3 separate regions of the Mus musculus genome follow, and all the other regions are linked to region 2. The links are chromatin contacts, called in public promoter capture Hi-C maps. All regions are on one chromosome and are shown on one strand. The core of a region is the stretch at or near the end of the contact, and the rest is flanking DNA. Distances in the headings are between cores, read along the strand shown. Region 1 holds the start of Crybg3 (beta-gamma crystallin domain containing 3). Region 2 holds the start of Pros1 (protein S (alpha)). Region 3 holds the start of Cldnd1 (claudin domain containing 1).

Region 1 (2,965 bases), core at 16-2,515, 3.3 Mb after region 2:
AAAGAAACATTAATACGTGGACTACTATAACATTTTCCTATCAGCTAATTGAGAGAAATAGTATTATTGAAAATCAGAATTTGCCTCATAATCTTATTGACGCCCAGACACTTTTATCCCCAGACAGACTCCTTGCCTGGACCCTCTGTGCCAACACTGAGGTGTAGGACCACTTTTTGTCACAGGGCAACAGGGGGAGGCAACTGCTAGTCAGCTAACATTGCGTTGGGGAGGCACATTATTCTCCAGGCCCTGTAGCTGCATGGAAGAATTTGCTTGTCCATCTGTATCTGATCCTAATTTTTTTCTTACTCTCATACTCCTAGTTTCAGATCCAGTTGACAGATTAAAATGCCTCAAAGGGGTAGCTGTGGGTCCGCGGGAAGGCTCCTTAACCGGCACTATGATTCCTTGGGGCCGACAGGTAGACGTTCAACCTCCTCACTTCTCCAGCCAGCCACAGACAGCTATCACCCTATTTTCATGTGATTTGCCCACATAACATTTTTAGTTACTAAATGTCCCACTGTTATCTTGAACTTCATACCTCTGGAGTTTGACTTCAGACAAACTATAACAATACACCTGGGGCGAATATGGCTCTGTGTGCTTTCTCTGTTAGCAGCTCCGCTGTATAAAGTCATTTTTATCATAACCAGATATTCGTTTTAAACTAATGTTAAGGGCCTTTGGCGTTCCAGAATACAGGAGTATCTGCGCAACAACCAAATATTTGTTTCAGCATTTTTCTAGTTTGAGTCATACCTGAATCAGATTTGGTTTTGTGATCAGGGACGGTTTTTTTGAAAAAGGATTCTGGGAGTGGCCCACAGGTGAAGGGTGAGCGCTAAAACACACCTGGGTTGGTGGCTCCTCATCTGAGCCAGCTGAAGCAGAAACAAGGTGCTGACAGCAGGACAGATGGGACCTACCCTTGCAGGCTGAAACTGTCTTTAGAAAGGCTGTGCTCAGGTTCCAGGCTGCAGGGCACGCGGGTGCTGCTTCTTGCCAGGTGTTTCCCCAGACTTTAATTGATTACCCTGTTTTAAAACAGCCCTAACTCGGGAAAGGGAAGCAAAGCATTTACAGTTGACTGTTGGCCAAGCCAAGTGGGCTGCGGGCTGGGCTGGTTTGGGCGGGAAGCCGGAGCCTAGCATCCCCAGGCTGCTCCTCCCGGATCTGCACGCTGTGGCCGACAGGGCGGTCGCGGCCACTGGCTCCTCCCGGGGGCGGGCAGCTCCGGGCGCGGGCGGGAGGAGGAGCCGCACGGGGAGCGCTCGTGCCGGCCGGGCTGGAGGAGCCGCGCCGGCGGCCCGGGCCGACTCTCGCTGCGCTCAGCGAGCCAGGGCTGCGGCCACCCTCGCTCCGGCCAGCGGCTCGTCGGGGCCCGCGGACGGCGCGGCCGAGCCGGTGGGGAGATGTCCGGCGGCCGCAGGAGGGGCAGCGCCCCCTGGCACAGCTTCTCTCGGTTCTTCGCTCCGCGGAACCCTTCTCGGGACAAGGAAGAGGAAGAGGAGGAGAAGCCGGGGACCGGCCAGCCGGCGGGAGTGAGCCGGAGTGCAGCCAGGTGGGAGCCGCGGGGGCGCCGTGCGCGCCTTCCTCCGCCGCTCGGGTTTCCTCCGGTCCCGCCCTGGGTGGCTTAGATCTGGGGAAGTTCTTGCTCCCGGCCGGTGGCTTTTCCCGCCGCCATCGGGGGCTCCCGGCTCTGTCCCCTCCACTCCGGGAGGCTCTGAAGCTGCCGAGGGAATCTCGCGCCCCTCCGCGTCGTGCTTTGCCATCTTAAGGTTTTCTCGAAGTGATTCCTAAAAGAGTTGCAATCAGAGCTTTCTGAGACGACATCCAGAATCTGAAGTCTTCGCCAGATTTGTTTACAGTTTAAATGTTGCCGCCCTTCCTCCTTTCTCTCTGTCTCTCTCACTGGGGACATCTGACGGAAGCGCTCCGATTTGGGGAACCAGGGCCGGAGCTGAGAGCTGGCTCAGTTTAATGATTAGTATGTGCACTCTTGCACTCTTTCCATAATCATTTTTCCTCTACTCCTGCTGCTTTAAAGATTGACATTTTAAAAATTCGTCTCATTAAAATGCCCGTTTTTAAATTTCCTTATCAACCCTAAAGGAGAGGTGGTTTCGCTTCTTTCTCCTTTTTTTTTTTTTTTTTTTTTGAGAAGTGAAGCCAACTTCACTTGCACCAGAAGAACCTGTAACCCATGTCCTTGGAAGGTTGCCCTCTAGAGAGCTATATTTACCTCAGACTAAAGACTTGCTGATGGACTTCAAAGAAAAATGGATCGGAAACAACTGACGCTTCTAGTTCCATTACTATTTAGGGTTTGTGATTTGTTGTTAGCCCTTCGTTCTCCTTGCTTTTCCTAATTGTGAATCATTTCCAGTGTAATCACCTGTTAGCATAATACGTCTTTCCAAGAAATGACCAATTATAATTGACTGGTTATTCTACTAGGAAGTTTCAGATACTTTTGGCCTGGTTGTTGATGCTTTTAACATTCGAAGTTTCCCCGTCCTTAATGGTAGTTCTGAAATCTGGGAGGTCTCACCTGTCGTGGCTCTAATGTGGCTCTAACGTTGTCCCTAACAGTCCCCTGTGATCTGAAAGCAGTAGACTCAGCGCCCTTTGGAAACTTGAGAGTGGTGGAATGGAGTAAGCAGGCCAGCTCCTATCAGCATTGTCCTGAAATCCTGCCTGTTCCCCTGGCCTATTTGCCCTTTTAAGGCAGGCACTCCTCCATTCTGAACTCTTTCTGCACCGGGCTGACTAATCCAGCAGCTAGATAGATCCTTTTCACCTACCCCTTTCTGTCTCTCCTCACCACTGATAGGCCCTGGCTATGGCTTTTCACGATGCGGTTTTAATTATGCTTACGCGAGCACTAATTTTGTTCTCATCTGTTTTAGAACTGGCCAGATGTTAAGGGGATTGCAGATAATCCCTCGTGTGTGTGTGT
Region 2 (2,700 bases), core at 82-2,581:
GATCAGGCTGGCCTTGAACTCAGAGATTTGCTGACCTCTGCCTGGAGAGCAAGTGGCTGGATCAGAGGCACGTGCCGGCCACCGCCCTGCTGCTGTCGGAAAACATTTGATTGTCCTAATGTACAAGATAGATCATGTGCAAGCATACAGTCACATGCGGCTTTGTTATGGGGGCTTGGCCGTTGAAGTTTTGTAATTGTAACTTGTTTATCTTCAATATAAAACAAATCAGTTATAGTCTGGTCTTTAAGTTAGTTATAATTTTAAGAATACCTGCATCTTCTTATTACTTAATAAAAAATTGAAATTCTAGCAAACGCCTATTTAATTAACCATCCTTGAAAGATTTCTTTGATACTCTTAGTCGCCTAAATGTTATGCAGTTATTTCTCCCATGCCTGTTTCTGGGAATCCAACAGAGCAGAAGAAAGCACTGTTAATTATGAACACATTTAAAGTTTTGAAAACAATTTTGTTGACAGTTACAACGTACCAAACCTGTGTTGCTCTTTATATATCCCTAAGAGAAAACTCAATATGCTCCCTGGAATCTGGGAATGGAAGAAGGGGGAAAAAAATCAAGAAACACGACAATAAGGTGCAAAGAATCCGTGCCACCACCGCAGATCAGTAGCAATCAAAATCCTCAGTACAAAACGATCCTCGCTCCAAGATAATATCCAACAGCAACTTCTTACGCCAAGGTTAGGGAATGATAAGTAAACTCGCAGTGATCCTCAAACAGTTTGTCAATGTGAGACGAGCCAATCAAGTACAAAGTCCAGAAATTGCAAAAGGAAGGTTAACTGTAAGAGAGGGTGCAGGCTGGGATCGGAGGGCACCGAGGGTTGACTTAGTTTTCCTACCAATGTTTAGAACTATGCTCATCCAATTCCTATGACACTTGGTATCACCCAGCTTCTTGCATCAATCCTGTGGACAATGACTCCCAAAGCAAGGCAAGCTTTGATCTCGTCCCACGTTTACTCAGTCCGCCAGATCCAGGCTGCCGCCACTCTCTGAGACGCTGGGGGACTTACTGGAAATTTAGGAAGCAACAAGCTGTCCAGGAGACAATCCTACCAGCCAGGGCATGTAGGGACCAGAGAAGCCTGAAGATATGGATTACTTACAGTTTGTCTCTGAGACAGGGATCACCAGGGCGAGGCAGGCCAGTAGCACCCGAAAGCGTGCGCTCAGGACCCTCATTGCTGAGAGGATGGCCGGGGGTCAGGGCTGGCGCAGCGGGGACCGTGCCTGCGCTAGGGCGGCCGAGGGAAGCTGCGAGCCCGGGCTCTGCTCTCCCAGCTCTGCCGCGGCCCAGCCCGAGCGCGGGCGGGCGGAGCAGCCAGGGGCGGAGGGGACCGCCCGCTCCCAGCCCCCAGCCCGGGAGGGGAAGCGGTGACTGGGACATTTCCTGGAAGCTCTTCGCAGCTGGGGGGCGGGGGTGGGGTGGGGAGGGCCGCGGGAAGGAGGTCGGAGGCCGAGGGAAGCTTATCAGAGAGGTCCTTTGTCACTGTCCCCAGCCCTGCTTTTACTTCGTTTCTTTAGAAAGTTGTTTTCAAAGGGTGAAGTATCTCTCTCTCTCTGTCTCTCTGTCTCTCTGTCTCTCTGTCTCTGTCTCTGTCTCTCTCTCTCTCTCTCTCTCTCTCTGTCTCTGTCTCTCTCTCTCTCTCCTCCCCTGCTCCTACCTTCTCTAGCATCCCTTCCCCATTCCTCCTCCACCCAGCTTCCCTTCTCCCCACCCCACCCCATTTCTTTCCAACTCCAGAGACTGCCAGCCAGTCAGGATGTCAACTTAAACTGAAGCCAACTTGGACTTTAGGAAGAAGGGTACTCAAAACCAAAGTAGTGGGAGGAAAGAAAATCGAAAGGTTTGATCACCCACAGAGTATTTCCTCAGAACAGCTTGTTTTGGTGTTAGCATTACCCTTTTGGTTTTTGTCAGGCATACACGTGTAAATCAGGCTTTCCCTGCTACTTGAAACTAAACTGCCTGGGTTGAAAACATAGAACTTGCTCTTAACACTGTTTTATAACTTTAAGAAAAGAGCTTACACTTTTAAGTCCTAGTCATATCATCTGTAACAGAGATAAGAGGTTTTCATCGTGTTGACATGAGACTCTATAGATGCTATCGATATGAAACATTAAGTCCATGCCAACTAGTAGAACTCAACGCACATAGAGTATATTAATCCTTTTTTGTCCAATTAAAACATAGATTGATTTTTTTGAATGTGTGTGAACGAAACTTACTAGGCAGAATCATATTTTAAGGGTCATTTTTCCTCTCTCTCTCTCTCTCTTTCTCTCTCTCTCTTTCCTTTGTTATTTAGTGATCCAGTGGGGATGCAAGATGACTAAGATGGGAGTCAATATTTTTTCTGATAAAATGTTTTGGGAAATTTCCATTCATTGAGGAGGAGGAAGGAAAACTTTTGTACTATACCCGTCTATGCTCTATGCCATGCTAAATTAATGTATGATAGACTAAGAGGACAAAATGGGGCTGGAGAGTTCACTCAGCTGTTAAGAGCACTGGCTGCTTGTGCTGCCTGCTTGCTCCTCCAGGGGTCTTGAATTCAATTCCCAGCAACCACAGGTTGGCTCACAACTGTCTGTAATGAGATCTGATGCCCTCTTCTGGTATGTGTCTGAAGACAGCTACAGTGTACTCATGTAAATAAAAATAAATAA
Region 3 (3,076 bases), core at 324-2,823, 4.1 Mb after region 2:
AAACGCAGTAGCAAAACGGTTATCCATTCTGGCATTCAGACTGCTCTGTTTTAAGTTAAAGAAAGAAAAGTCAGACCTCAAGAGCAAATCAGAATATGCTAAAAAGAAAAAAAAAGCCCCTTTACCCTACTCCCCATCCCTTCTTTCCATAACGCAATGCATTTATCGATGTAAAAAATTTACAAACAAAAGGGCAACAAATGTTAAGTTTAAAACAAAAGGCATTCTCATGAAAAGTACTTATTGAATGCTCACATACCCAAGATGCTACGGAGACAGAAGTCTTGTTCTCTAGTCTATCACCTGCATACTAAAACAGACAACACTGAAAAGGACATACACATTACAGGTACAAACAACAGACATGCCCATGGTCAGCAGTGCAGCGTGCACACCTTAAATGCAGAGTGGATTTTTACACAAGCTATAAACATGCTATGTGTTTTCAGGCTTGTGTGAGAAAAAAGACAGCAGAATAGGAAACGAAGACCCCCCAGCTTTTTTAGTGGGGAGGCTTACAATTATAAATAAGGGCAGAAGTGAGGTGTAAGTTGGAAATCAGAGTTGAAGGTGTTAACCCGAGGGGAAAGTTTAAATGTATGTCATAGCAAAGAGAGCAAAAACACCATGTTAGTTATCAATCTCCTTCAATTCAATTAAAGCTAAGCCAAGCCTCTTGACACAACCGGATTCTTCACTCCTTACTCTCCCCGCCCCCCATTCCATTACACACTTCTCAACCTCCCAAACTGTAATACTGCTCCGTATATCCTAAAATATAGCACAGATCCATAAAAACTAAATAATCCCTACTCGCAAACAGAAAAGTGACTTAGGCAAAATCTGAACACTCCCTAGGCGTGGACAGGGCTCCACGGCGGTAGTAAATGGCCGCGGTAAAATGACTCAAGGCAAGATCACGCTGAGTCAAACCCTGCCAAATGTATGCACACCGTGACAGCACCAAACCCCTCGTCTCAAGCACCCGTGAAAACAGGCTTACAAACTGGGGAGCGGAGTTTGGAAAATGGGGAGTGACTGGGGAAAAGACCGGGGCGACTACAGTCATCAATAGCCCAGCAAGTGCGATTTGTATTCTGATTCTCAAAATTCTCGTCCATCCTGGTGCTCTCGGATGACCTTAAAGGCCGGGTTCTGGAAGCTGCGCCTAGCGCAGTCACCCTGGGCCGCACAGCAGGGCCTGGCATGGGCGGGCGGAGACCGGCAGGGCTGGGCGAGCGCCCTGGGTACCCGAACCCAGCCAGCCCCGGCCCCTTGGCCCGGAGCCCCGCCCCTCCCCGCCCCGCCTGCCGCTCCAGCCCCCGGGCCTGGCCGCGCCAGCAAGGAGCCCTTTCCCCAGGTCGCGAGCCGAGCCGGCCCGCGACCCCGCGAACTCACCGCCCATCCTCTCACTCCACCGGCTTCGCCCTCCAGCTCCGACCACAGCACCCTACTCTCCCCGCGCCTCCTCTGACGTACTTCCCTGCAGAGCCCGCCCCCTCCATAACTCCCGCGCCTCCGCCTCCACCTCCACCCCAGGCCGGGCCAAAGCGGCCCTGGGCCGAGGGGCCTTGTGGGACTTGTAGGAATACTGGAGGAGAAGGGGCTAGAGCCAGAGGAGAGCATGCCTGACGACGCGCGAGGAATTGTGGGGAATGTAGTTCTCTCCGAAGAAAGAACTCTGAAGATCAGTGAGGAAAGCTGAAGTCTTAACTGCGGGATTGTTACACCTCAAAAAAGGAGGGACCAAGCTCCAGAAAGTGATGGGGGAGGATCTTTGGTCAACCATAGTCAAAGGCTTTGATTTAGCCGAGATCTAACGTCGAGTCTTCTGTTTTCCCTACGATAACACCCTACCTCTAAAAATCAGTACTACGGAGTTGATGAACTTTAATGGAACTCTACTCTTCAAATATCAACCCCCCTCCCATTTCCTACATCGTCCCTCCCATTTGAACAACGTGTTCTTCTGTTTTGTTTAAATGTAACTAAGGATCTAACTAAACTAGCATTATAACCTGATATAATTACGTTATTCTTGTTTGAAGAAATCTGTTATTTGCTCTCTACTGTAATCAAGTTCCCTGTTTGTTTCAGTTGTAAAAAACAAAACAAAAAAACAAAACAAAAAAAAAAACCCAACTTGTAAATCCGAAGGATACTAGATTTCAAAAATGTTACTTTAAAGTGTGAATGTAATATGAAATGGAATTTAGAGATCATTTTCAACAGAAAAAGTTGTGGGTAGCCTCGGAGACAGATGGCTGTGTGACATGGAAGCAATGGAATGATTCTAAGCCCTCAAATACTTCACAGGAATTTCTAAACAGGTAGAGAAGATTTTTTTTTTTTTTTTTAAGTTAGAAATCGTTTGCCTTTAGCTTGTGGTTCCGGTTCACCATCACAGGCTGTGTCTGGAAAAGGACTTCTGGCAGAGCCCAGTATCCACAAGGCATGACTAGATTTTCACGGATAGCATCAAATGAAAACGTAATTTGCCTCAGGTGTCATCTTGAAAGCTCGATGAGTGTGTAGAGTCGAATAGTGAATCCACAGTAAGACTTGTGAATGCACTTATGCAGCAGATGTCTTCATCCACCGGCCTTCATGAGACGTCTACTTCCTGAAGTAACTTGTGCAACCAATTCTGGTAAAGAGACATTTTTTAAGAAGAAAAGAAACAGCCTAAGTTTGTAGACAGAGAAACTGAAGCCCATGAAGATGAACTAACTTGGCAAACATCAACACTGAGGTTAGTAAACCAATCTTAAGACACTGGACAATTTACTTCATAATCTTTAAGATAAGATTGCCTTTGGTTTTCAATATATGGACTTTTGAAAATAGAATCTATAGATAAGAAAATGTAAAAAATGTCAGGCAGAGGACCTGAGGATTGTTAAGGAATCATTAAAGCATTATTTACAATTGAATGTCCAGTGTTTGAATAAGATCAGTAGAAGTAGCTTTTTACAACTCCCGATTGTCCCAGATGAAGAGGAGAAGCCTGTCATAAATAGTGGTAAGTGTTCTTGCACACCTCAGCTGGCTTCCGGACCTGTCTGCTAACTACCCA

What was found. Promoter capture Hi-C pulls out the DNA fragments that hold promoters and counts their contacts.
Region 1: a contact with region 2 is called in a promoter capture Hi-C map of liver, with 2.5 times the contacts expected there. The contact joins the promoter of Crybg3 here to the promoter of Pros1 in region 2. A contact is called at or near these places in 2 of 39 promoter capture datasets (cranial neural crest and liver) and 1 of 484 Hi-C or Micro-C datasets (uterus).
Region 3: a promoter capture Hi-C map of embryonic stem cells shows a contact between it and region 2. The contact joins the promoter of Cldnd1 here to the promoter of Pros1 in region 2. A contact is called at or near these places in 2 of 39 promoter capture datasets (embryonic stem cells and pre-B cells) and 1 of 484 Hi-C or Micro-C datasets (CD4 T cells).

What each region holds. Positions count from the first base shown.
Region 1 is chr16:59,599,347-59,602,311 of GRCm38.p6, reverse strand. It overlaps Crybg3 (beta-gamma crystallin domain containing 3), which reads left to right and starts at 1,265. Exons shown (of 22, transcript NM_174848.4): 1 at 1,265-1,567. The coding sequence starts at 1,419.
Region 2 is chr16:62,852,938-62,855,637 of GRCm38.p6, reverse strand. It overlaps Pros1 (protein S (alpha)), which reads right to left and starts at 1,331. Exons shown (of 15, transcript NM_011173.3): 1 at 1,134-1,331. The coding sequence starts at 1,209.
Region 3 is chr16:58,726,407-58,729,482 of GRCm38.p6, reverse strand. Cldnd1 (claudin domain containing 1) reads right to left here and starts at 1,573. Exons shown (of 6, transcript NM_171826.3): 1 at 1,399-1,573; 2 at 260-310; 3 at 1-45. The coding sequence starts at 27.